2 separate regions of the Mus musculus genome follow, and region 1 is linked to region 2. A link is a contact called in public Hi-C data. All regions are on one chromosome and are shown on one strand. The core of a region is the stretch at or near the end of the contact, and the rest is flanking DNA. Distances in the headings are between cores, read along the strand shown. Region 1 overlaps Hivep3 (human immunodeficiency virus type I enhancer binding protein 3). Region 2 overlaps P3h1 (prolyl 3-hydroxylase 1).

The links. Hi-C and Micro-C count contacts between places; a contact is called where the count stands out from the background.
Region 1: a contact with region 2 is called in a Hi-C map of pro-B cells, with 7 times the contacts expected there. The contact joins two enhancer-like sites. A contact is called at or near these places in 1 of 39 promoter capture datasets (pre-B cells), 2 of 15 datasets of contacts at CTCF or cohesin (large pre-B cells and pro-B cells), 3 of 484 Hi-C or Micro-C datasets (B cells, the N1E-115 cell line and pro-B cells) and 2 of 9 other capture datasets (embryonic stem cells and liver).

The regions. Positions count from the first base shown.
Region 1 is chr4:119,907,548-119,913,663 of GRCm38.p6, reverse strand. The region is part of intron 1 of Hivep3 (human immunodeficiency virus type I enhancer binding protein 3); the gene reads right to left. Among named protein-coding and RNA genes, the nearest start is that of Hivep3, 96 kb to the right of the region's middle. Within about 2 kb of position 1,818, at least 25 of the 459 cell types and tissues checked have an H3K27ac peak or open chromatin away from gene starts, as enhancers often do. A contact at or near this core is called in pro-B cells, where this site is marked.
Region 2 is chr4:119,234,929-119,240,610 of GRCm38.p6, reverse strand. P3h1 (prolyl 3-hydroxylase 1) reads right to left here. Exons shown (of 15, transcript NM_019783.2): 2 at 5,213-5,365; 3 at 3,645-3,834; 4 at 2,615-2,746; 5 at 1,826-1,965. Among named protein-coding and RNA genes, the nearest start is that of P3h1, 4.9 kb to the right of the region's middle. Within about 2 kb of position 1,325, at least 102 of the 459 cell types and tissues checked have an H3K27ac peak or open chromatin away from gene starts, as enhancers often do. A contact at or near this core is called in pro-B cells, where this site is marked.

The DNA.
Region 1 (6,116 bases), core at 569-3,068, 670 kb before region 2:
CACACCACCCACCACACACACACAAACATATCATATACATATATACTACACACATACATATGCACACCACACACACATACACACACCACACACATACACACCACACATATGCACACTACATGTATACCACACACACACACGCTACACATGCTACACACACACACACACCTCATATACATATACACTACACACATACATATGCACACCACCCACACACACACACACACACACACACACACACACACACACACTACACACATACCACATTACATACCACACACACCTATCACATACACACACCACACGTGTACACCACAGACACACACACACACACGTACACATGTACACACCTCACATAAAGGCACAATAGCAAGGAGCAAAAGTCCCCTCCCCTGCCACAGGTAATTCCTTGGGAATCATCACTCCCCTCCTCTCTGAGGTTTCCTCTGTCCTTCTTCCACAGTCTCCAGAGTGATGTCGTTCTTCCTGATCTGTCCTGTCCAGCCCCATCATGGCACTACACAGAGAACTAGAGCTACTGAGTCTTAAGAATGCTGCTAGAGTAGTGGATCTCAACCTGTGGGTCATGAACCTTTCCAGCCACTTATCGGCTATCCCACATAGCCAACGTTCACGTTACAGCTCATAAAAGTAGCAAAACTATACTTATGAAATAGCAACAAAATAATGTTATGGCCACTAGTCACCAGGACATGAGGAACGTATGAAGAGGTCCCAGCATTAGGAAGGTTGAGAACCACTGCTCTAGAGAGTGGCTGCAGAAACTCTAGCAAGAAGCTTGTATAGTGTGAGCATCAGCCATTGAGGAATATGCAATGAAACATCTCAGCTATCCATACTATAATGTGCTTGGAGCCCAGATGCAGGCTGAAACCACCCTAAGCTACCAAGGACATGAGAGAGCCAGCCCACAAGGACACCAATACTTCTAGAAGGTTTCTTTTTTGTTTTAATCTCAAAAGACAAAGAAAAGAGTTTAGAGACTCTGGTGTGGGTATGTCAGAGGGTAGAACAGGGGTGAGAGGCTGGGGGGGGGGCAGGTAAGGAGTTGGGAAATGCAGAAGAGACATCATGACCTAGACACCCCTTTGGGACCTGACCCTCTGGCTGCTCTGGGAGAAAGTGTCTATGAACTTAAGCCCTCCCTGCTCCTGGCTGGAGAGCTGGGTCACCTCCCTGTGAGTCACTCTGTCCTCTGACACAGGGCCACCACTTCCCTGGTCATTTAGGAAGTACCCAAGCAGCTTGGGAAAGCAGTAGCTAGAGACCACAAGTTCGTTCCCTTTCCACCCCTGCCGCCTCCCAAGCTCTTCTGTCCACTGCAACTTCACTCAAAATGAGGTGGGGGCAGGGAGGGAGAAGGAGGCTGTGGTCCAGGGCTCTACACTGAATCCATGGTCCTTGAGCCTCAGGCTCCTTATCAGTGAGAATGATCAATGATAATTTAAGAAAAAGTGGGTTGTAAAATTGTAAAAATTGACAGTCATTTAGAAAGTGCCAATTAGCGGGAGGTTTCTGACTTTCCTCTCTGACATCCTTCCAGACACCGATGGATCTCCTCTAAGGCCCAGCCTCGTGCTTTGCCTGGCCTTCCATTATGAAATATCCCTCTTTATGATGTGCAGCTAGTCTCTCAGGAATGGCAAGGGATCGAGGGCACCACGAGAAGGAGTACAACAGCCCGCACCATGCTCGCTGCCCACCTCGTGTGCCAGCCAGCGGGTGCCCAGACTGTGTGGATCCTGGCTCCCCTCTGGTCTTAGCGCAGAACAGAACTGACCCCAGGCAGAGATGTTGAGTCCACCTCCTTTTGGGCCAGGCCAGAGCTAGGGCAGACCCAGACGGTGACAACACCCGTTTTATAACAAACAGGAAACCAGTTCACCAACCTCAAAAATAGAACAGACAAAGCCCCCAAAATAGGAGGCTGGAGCGTGGGGCAGCTCAGGTTTCTCCACTTGCTTCCTGATGGGTCGCAGAGCATGTGTTGTTGTTTTCAATTTCGTGAGAAAAATGCCTGGGAGTGCCCTTATAGAGGTGACTTTGCGGAGTATGTGGGCTGAGACCAGGAGGTAGGCTACCCAATCAGGCTTCTTGACCTGCCCGGGTTCCACCTCCTCAGGCACTGGTCCAGCTACTGACAGTTCCAACCACAAGGGCCACAGAAGCCCTGACCCCTGTCTTGTCCCTGGCATGTAAATAGAGTGAGTCTCTCATATCCAGCATTATGTCTCCCTGTGGCCCCTTACCTGTGCAAAGTCATCTACCCTCAAACTGTTTTCACAAGTCCCCAGAGACCCACTGGGTCATGCCATCTAAGGACCACGCTGACAAGAGACAGCAGGCATGCCCTCCACTGGACCTTGACAAAGACATGGAGCCCGGCCCATGCTGTTTCCTTGGCCAAGAACACTCTTCTTTGGCAGCATTCCCTTAGAAGCATTCTTCCTGGAAGGCCATGATTACCTCAGCGATACCCTTCAGCACGGTGCCTCAGCATCCCCTGCTGTGTGTCAGCTCTCCGCAGCCTCTCAGTCTCTGCATCTAGTACACTTAGACCCCATGGATGAGATGACCGGCAAGTGACCAGCCTCTCCCTCTTGCTGTCATTGCTTAACCCAAATTGACTTATCATCTCTAGCAGGCTTATGTCTCGCCCTGCCCTGCCCCATGATTCTATTGTATTTTCCTTGATTTCCATGTCAACTTCCTTTTCCTTTCATATAGAATGCACCTTCTCACATCTCTATCAGGAATAAGGTAAGAAAAGCATGACCAAGCAAGCCACTCCCACTTAGACTGTACACACCTGACTTCTCCCCAGCCACTCTGCATGGGAAGGCTTCCCTCCCGGAGGTCCTCGAGGCTCTGTCTGCACCTTCCTGGGGAAGCACACAGTTCTGAACCTTATCTGTTTTCTTGCCATCTCCTCAATCATGGAGAAGGCTCTAGGTGAGGACTAATGGCTCATCTCTGCCACCCTCCATACTGGCCACCTCACTTCACCCCCATCTGCTTGGATAGCCATCAAGATGGCCTCAGAACAAGAAAGACATGATGGAGCAGAGCCAGAACACAGCAACATGTAGGATGGAGGCAGAACAGACCCCCCCCCCAGTGTCCAAAACTCATCCTGGACTCATTGTTATGGTCTTTCAGTCTGTGAAACACAGCTCCCACGTAAAAAAAACGGGAAAGGGAGAGAGAAGGAAATTGATTCCTTTAGGTCATCAAATAATTCACTGTGGAAGGCAGCTTCTTCTACACTATTTATGGCATTTTAAATGGCTCAATTCATAAAACTCAGTTCTTTAGAAAAATGCAGATGCATTCAACGGTGGCATCCTCTGATAGGCCAGTCAGAGCAAATGCTTTGCAGAACATAGCCAATCGAATCCTTATGTTCTTTTCTTTCTTCCAGTGCTAGAGATAGAACTCAGAGCCTTGATCATGCTAGGCAAGTACTCTACCACTGAACTGTACACCTCAGTCCCTAACTTACTTCCCATCCTTACACACACAAACATACACACATGCACCACATACCATACATACAAGTGCACACATACAACCCCCTTACATACACACCACACACATAAATATATACATATGCACACACATGTGCACACATAGACACACCACACATATAACCCCAAGCACACATGCACACACACACACACACACACACACACACATAACCCCAAACATACATACACATACACACATTTGTTAGAAAGTGGTGACAGCATAAAATGCAAGTGGAAGAACTAATTTTGTAAGAAGTTTCCAGAAGAAAAGGAGGCCAACTATCCTATCAAGCAAGGGCATACATCAACCATGAGGCCAGTCTCCCTCCCAGCCCTCTGGTGCTCATAGCATTAGAGTACATGGGATCTAAACTATGTAATATGCCCATTTGGGATCTGATTGGCCCGATGCTTTTAAACACCCCTAGTCTGATGCCAGGGGTGTAAAGGAAAGAGACAGTGGCATTTAACCTTAGACAAGTTTGGGATTCTTCACCTGAGCCTGTTCTCCCCTGTGTAGCCTAGAACGCAACAGCAGTTCCTCCCTCTTCTGCCGCTCCCCGGGATTACAATGAGGACAGAGATGGCACAAGAAGAAGGTTTGATTAAGTCATCTTGTCAGCCACAGAAGGCTTGAGAGAGGAGAGACCCCTTCAAGGAGGAGCCATGGCACTGTGGGAAAGGAAGGGGTCATCTCTTTCTAGGCTGTCTTGTTTTGGGCCTTCAGGTGCATGTGCGGAGGGACATCTGCTGGTTCCCAGATTCTAGTGCATTGTGGGATCCATGAGCAAAGGGTGACAGTCATGTAAGTAGGAGCAGCACACAGTGGGGGGACAGAGGGTGACAGTCATGTGAGCAGGAGCAGCACACAGTGGAGGGATGTGAGCAGGAGCAGCACACAGTGTGGGGGAGGAACACAAAGGGTGACCATCATGTGGGTAGGAGCAGCATACAGTGGGGGGGGGGACAGAGGGTGACAGTCATGTGAGCAGGAGCAGCACACAGTGGGGGGACACAGGAGAGCCCATGCCTCTCTTGGAGCTCACCTCGATCCCTTTCCAAAAGCTGCTCCTGTTTCCCAAACACCTCATTTTCCTACAGTCCCTAGCCAGGATCAGATGCTGTCTTCAGGGCTTTCCCACCTGTCCCCCTCTTACTGTGGATAGCCCAAACCTCAGATAACCCAGCTAGGGTCACTCCCCTGACTTTACTATGAGATAGACCATCCTAAAAACCCCCTGGCTGTTGTTTCCAACCCGACGCCATCCACCACCTCCTCTCTGAGAGAGGACACAGAGGTTGATCACTTTAGAGTTCACAGACTTGAGAATGAGTCCCTACAGTGCCACCCACACTTTTGGGGATCTTGGGCAAGTAGAAGAAAATCTCAGTTTTTCTCTGTGCTCCACGGGGAAGGGTGGCACTGGATCACATCACCTCACTCGGAGGCTGTAAGGAAGATGGAAGGCACGTGGTTCAACTGGCCTGGGCTGGGGCCTGAGTCAGTGGGACAGCTGTGCTTTCCTTCCAGAGTGCATCAGTGGGAGACAAGCCTACTGACAAGTGACGTCTCTATAGCACCTTCTCCTCCACCCCCACATGATGTCTCTTAGAATTGCAGAGTGCATCATCTCAGGGTCACTGGGGCTGTCCTAGACTACTGGGATGTCATTTGTTCTCTTCTGCCTACCCACCCATAACTGCCTCTCCTCTCTCTCTCTCTCTCTCTCTCTCTCTCTCTCTCTCTCTCTCTCTCTCTCTCTCTGCATACTGTTTTCTGTGCTCAGCTGCAGGATGGGTACGGTAGACCCTCTTCCCCATGGTGGGCAGATCTGTTCCATGACACCCACGGATGTCTGGCTTTCCTCTAGGCATATTACCACAGTACCAGAGCAGTTGGCCCTACTGCGTTTATGCCTTGCTGCCTCATCTCCATCACTACGCTCATAATCTGGGTCTGTTTTGGACCATGTAGAGACTGCCATATCCAGGGATCCACCCCATAATCAGCATCCAAACGCTGACACCATTGCATATACTAGCAAGATTTTATCGAAAGGACCCAGATGTAGCTCTCTCTTGTGAGACTATGCCGGGACCTAGCAAACACAGAAGTGGATGCTCACAGTCAGCTAATGGATGGATCACAGGGCTCCCAATGGAGGAGCTAGGGAAGGTGCCCAGGGAGCTAGGGGGAACTGCAGCCCTATGGGTGGAACAACATTATGAACTAGCCAGTACCCCGGAGCTCTTGACTCTAGCTGCATATGTATCAAAGGATGGCCTGGTCGGCCATCACTGGAAAGAGAGGCCCATTGGACACGCGGACTTTATATGCCCCAGTACAGGGGAACGCCAGGGCCAAGAGGGGGGAGTGGGTGGGTAGGGGAGTGGGGGTGGGTGGGTATGGGGGACTTTTGGTATAGCATTGGAAATGTAAATGAGCTAAATACCTAATAAAAAATGGAAAAAAAAAGAAAGTAAAATCAGAGTGACCTAAACCCAGCCCTGCAATGACCCAGTTGTTGGTCTGTTAAGGCCAGAGAGTAGGGACCATACCCTGCACGT
Region 2 (5,682 bases), core at 76-2,575:
TGTGTGGAGGGCAGGGGACGACTTTGTGGAGTCTGTTATTTACATCCATCCTTTTGTGGGTTCTGTAGGTTGAACTCAGGTTACAAGCTTATGTGGCAAATACCTTTTTTTTTTTTAGAAGATCTTTTGTCAACCATTCTTTTAAGATTTATTTATTGATTTTATGTATATGAGTATACTATAGCTATCTTCAGACACACCAGAAGAGGGCATCAGATCTCATTATGGGTGGTTGTGAGCCACCATGTGGTTGCTGGGATTTGAACTCAGGACCTCTGGTAGAGCAGTCAGTGCTCTTAACCACTGAGCCATCTCTCCAGCCCGGCAAATACCTTTTTTAAAATTAGATTTTTTTATTCTATTTATTCTCTGTGTGTTTGTGTGTATGCGTGCGTGCGTGTGTGTGTGTGGGGGGGGGGGCGGCACTGTGACATAGGTGAGGAGGTCAGAGGACAATTTGTCAGTTTCCTCCTTGTACTGTGAGGGGCCAGAGCTCAAACTCAGGTCACCAGGCTCAGCAGCAAATGCCTTTACCCACTGAGCCATCTGCCATTTTAATTTTGAGACCAGGTCTCACTGCATAACCTTGAACTTGTGATTCTTCTGCCTCTGTTCCCTGAGTGGAAGCTCATGGGCGGAGACTGAACTTCATCTTAAAGACCCTTAGGAGCAGTAGGATTGAGAGCGATCCTATCTGGGTTTTGGGGTCCCCAAGCCCATGTTCTTTCTATTTGGCCACCTGCCACCCCTCAGAATGGCTGGGCTCGATCCGTCCCTGAAGGCGGGCAGCTATAGAATAGCTAAGCTTGGCACTCTGGCATTGCATGTGTATTCAGGGGTGGGGCTTACCCAGAGCTGGGAAACTGAGTCCCTTCCAGGGTCACATCTTTTCCCTGGGTCCCCTACTAGGATCCAAGCAGCAGAAGGAAGAGAGAAAAAGACAGTGCTAAAGTGGAGGCAGTTCAAGGAGGAACACATTAAAGGAGTCCACCCCGTCGGCTACCACAGTCACCCATGAGGAAGGAGTTTAACTGATCGGCTTCCTGCTCCAAATGCCAGAAACCAAGCCACACGTGCTATCCAGCGGGGTGAGCGGTCTGGCCGGGGGCGCAAACCAGTATTAGCTACTCTCGCCTGGGGGAGAGTTCTTCCTGGGGGAGAGTTCTAGGTAAATGTGCTCACACGAGTACATTCCTTCCCTTCTGAGAGACTCTTAATAGGATCCCAGGGAAGGGAAAAAGTATCAACCCAGCAAGACAAAGACTGGAAGGGCCTTCTTAAAGCTAGATGGCCGCCATCTAGTGGACAAGAAGGATAACTACAAGAACGCCAGTCTCAGCTGGGAGGGGCTGACAGTGGGATTATTTTCTTTAGAGACTCAATTCCAGAGCTGTGTGGGAGGAACTGTGGCTTGGCCCTCAGAGTTGAAGTCTGTACCTAAGTTTTCTCCTCATTCTAGAGATGTGGATAATGCTGAGTAATTGAAGAAAGCAGACAATGACAAGGAGAAATGCACTCTGGGACTAAAACAGAAACAGAAAGCCGTGTGAGCAAAACAGACCCATTATGAAGGAAAGAACACTGCCTTTGGGCAAATGGCATCCAGCGTCTAGCTTGGGTGTCAATCAGGGCAGAGAAATCTGTGTGCCAATCCAAAGAATGTACATCGAACTCTAGAGGATTTGGCTCTGCCATGTTCTACAAACTCCTGGTACTCCTTCCCACCCTGAGTGACAAGCTGAGTCCAAGACCGGCCCCACCCCACCCCACCCCATGAGCACTCATCTTCCTTCTGATTGGGTTCAGCCAGAAGCCAGTCTCTCACCTCCCTGGGGCTGATGGAGCTGGCCTCTTCTTCTCCAAGCATGGCTGTGTAATAAGCCAGATTCTGGTGCATCACCTCATCATTGGGAAAGAAGAGGAGGTAGGTCTTGGCACATTCAATAGCTTGTGTATAGTTCCCAACTGCAAAGGAAGAAAAGCAAACGGCCGTGAGGGAAGGGTATAATCCCAGACACCAGCAGCCACTTAGCATCTGGTTTCAGAGAAGCCTTGAGGCCACAATGACAGGACAAAGTAGTATTTTCCACACAACTTTCTAGAAGAGGAAGATTAGAATAGCTGGGAGCCTCCTAGACAGAAGGACCTCTTTAACTCGACGCGGACACACACCATGTACTCTTGGATGTGCTATTCTGGCTGGGACCCAGTAGGTACCCAGTAAACAACTGCTGATTTGCTGAGGGTTTGTTTTTCTGGATATTTTTCGTCCCTTTACCCCTGGAGGAAGACTGGGCCTGCCCTGTGAGCTAGTGTCAACAGTAGTACATCCTAACTGTGCTATTCATTCTTATTCACATGCAAATTTAGATTATAAATGAACAAAAAGGGACAAAAGAAAGAGGTCCTAGACTCCCCTGTTCCTCCCTTCTGGGCAGTAGAAATTGGCTACCTGGGCCACAGGCTTGTGACAAAACACCCAGGAATCATTGGGCATGTTGCCTCCCACAGACATAGCTGCTAGACATGCTGAAGAAGTGGAGTGGTCACAACCCTGCCTGGCTGGCTACACTTTAGTTGAGGCATCGGAGAGAAGAGAGAAAGCAGGTCTTACTGTTGTAGTAGGCAAACTGTAGGTAATTATAGTGTGAAGGGAGGAAGTCTTCAAAGGGCTTTTCCCTACTTGGGTGGGAAGCCAGCTCCGTGACACAGTTCTGCTTACAGTTGAGGACCTGGACGTAATGATCTGAAAGGAATCAGAGATGAGGAACAGCGAGGTCTTTTGTTTGTTTGGTTTTGTTTTCTGAGACAGGGTTTCTCTGTGTAGCTTGGCTGTCCTGGAACTCACTCTGTAGACCAGGCTGGCCTCAAACTCATAGTTCCGCCTGCCTCTGCCTCCTGAGTGCTGGGATTAAAGGTGTGTGCCACCACTGCCTGGCTAATACAGTCATATTTGGGATTCAAATTCTGGCTAACATAGGAAAGTTGAAGTGGAAAGTGATCTCTGTGTGGAGGATATGTGCATGCATTTGTGTATGTGTGTGCAAGTATGTGGCATGTGTGAACACGTGTGTATAGGAGTATAGGAGCCAGATGATGTCAGCATCTTTTTCCATCACTCTTCATTATGTTTCTGAGATAGGCTCTGTAACCTCAAGCTCACCCATATGATGAGACAAGCTCTAGCAAGGGGATTACAGGTGAGTGCCACCATGCTCAGCTTTTATGGCCAGGACCCTGGGTGTCAGGATTTGAACCCAGGTCCTTTTGCTTGTGCAGCAAGCACCTTACCCACTGAACCATCTCCCCAGCCCCTGAAAAGGTAATTTTTAGTTAGAGTTCTAGACTTAAAAAATTTGAAGAGCTGGAGAGATGGCTCAGTGGTTAAGAGCACTGACTGCTCTTCCAGAAGTCCTGAGTTCAATTCCCAGCAACCACATGGTGGCTCACAACCATTTGTAATGGGATCCAATGCCCTCTTCTGGTGTGTCCGAAGATGGCTTCAGTGTATTCATATACATAAAATAAACAAATGTTTAAGAAAAATTGGGGGATGAGGTTGCAAGGTATTTGTGTGCATTGTCAGGACTTTGACCTTAAAGTCCTCTGAGGCTTGGTCAGGCCACACCCTGAATGGCACCCACCTGTGATGGCCTGGAAGAGGTCAGCGCTGTAGTCTAGGTAGTTGTAGCCGTCGTAGTCATAGGGCCCTTCGCAGAGGGCACGGCATTCCTCATCGGCCACAAAGTACTCTTGCAGTGCCGCCTCCAGGTGGGGCACAGCTTCCTGTGGCTTCTCCTCTGAGTAGAGTCGTACCCCCAGCCGAAACTCATGCTACTGGAGGGAAGGCGTACTCAAAACAGGCTCCAGAGGAGCCCCTCACCTTGCCCTAAGCCACTATCATGGAGTGATGATCCCTAAGTGGTGATTCCTAAGTTACAGATGGACAGGGGATCCTGGGTGCTCCTACATAATGAAGGCCGATAGTAAACGGGCTTCCAAGTACCCTTGGATTTCACAAGGCTTAACTCTTAATGTAGGAAGAAGAGCTCGCTCGCTATAATGTTTATAGGTTTCTATAGGGCTTATCTTTCAGATGATGTGGGCTTCAGAAAGATGGCTCAAATAATTAGCAACTTGTACTTCCAGGAGACTTGAGTTTAGTTCCAGCTTTCACACAGGGTGGCTCACAAAGGCCTGTGACTACAGCTCCAGGGGTTCTGATTTCCTCTTCTGGCCTCCCTGGGCACTCACATAAATTCCCCACCTGCCCCCCCACACCACACCACAAATATACATAAACTAAAAATGAATCACAACCCACCCCTATCTCCCTTGAAGCAATGTCTCACAGCTCCAGCGGTTCAGGAGGGTATCAAACTCCTAACTATCTGGGGATGACCTTGAACTCCTGATGTGCTTTGCTCTGACTCCCTGAAACTAGAATTACAGGTTTATGCCACCATGCACAGCCAACACAAGTTTACTTTAAAAGTCCTCTGGTATTGGTAGCGCGCTTAGCGTGTGTACTGTGTATGAGTGCTGTCGTTCTGATAGTGTCCTCATATTTGTATGTATATATATGAATGTTATGTATGGACACATACACGGTTTTTTTGTTGTTGCTGAATACGAACCCAGAGCCGTGTGCATGCTAAGCATGTGTCCTACCAATGAGTATATCCCTTGGCTCTCCAATGTTCTGATTCATAAACTATTAAAATTATCAAGAACATAAGTTCTTTATAAAAATGCTGTTCAAATGTTAGGTCAAAAAGGTCCTGAAAATACACATAGAATATGGTATTAAATTAGGCTAAAAAATGAAGTATGGGGGCTGGAGAGATGGCTCAGAGGTTAAGAGCCCTGACTGCTCTTCCAGAGGTCCTGAGTTCAATTCTCAGCAACCACATGGTGGCTCACAACCATCTGTAATGGGATGCAATGCCCTTTTCTGGTGTGTCTGAAGACAGTGACAGTGTACTCACATATATAACATAAATAAAATCTTTAAAAAAGAAAAAAAGAAATATGGAAGATTTGGGGCCAGCATGGACTATACAGTACAGAATTACACAGCAGCTCACTCTTTCTCTCTCTCTCTCTCTCTCTCTCTCTCTCTCTCTCTCTCTCTCTCACACACACACACACACACACACACACGCACCCCCCCTACACACACACACACACACAGTAGGGGATGTCTTTTCACCATATGGGGCTTGGCCTCGAGATCCCTGAAGTCTGCCTCCTTCACCCCAGACATGGTTTGGTAATAGTCGAGGTTCTGCCGCATCTCCATGTGCTCAGGATTGCCCACAAAGAAGGTGTGTGCCGCAGCCACAGCTTTCTCCAGCTTGTTTATCTATAGATGAAGTAAAAGAATACATTCACATACAAACTCTTTTCTGTTTGTTTGCTTGGTTGGTTTCTTTGTGTGTATGTGTGTGTTCGGGTGTGTTTGTGTGTGCACTGATACGGGGTATTGCTATGTAAGTCAGTCTCAAACTCTCAATCCTCCTGCCTCAGATCCAAAGTGCTGGGATTATAGGTGAGACTTTGTCTCAAAACAAAATAAAACAAACAAGCAATCCAACAAAGACTGATTGAAAGGTAGTGACTGAGCTGACTAAACATAGTGACTAAAGCTGCAACTACCTGGGAATGCTGCAGAAAGGGCAG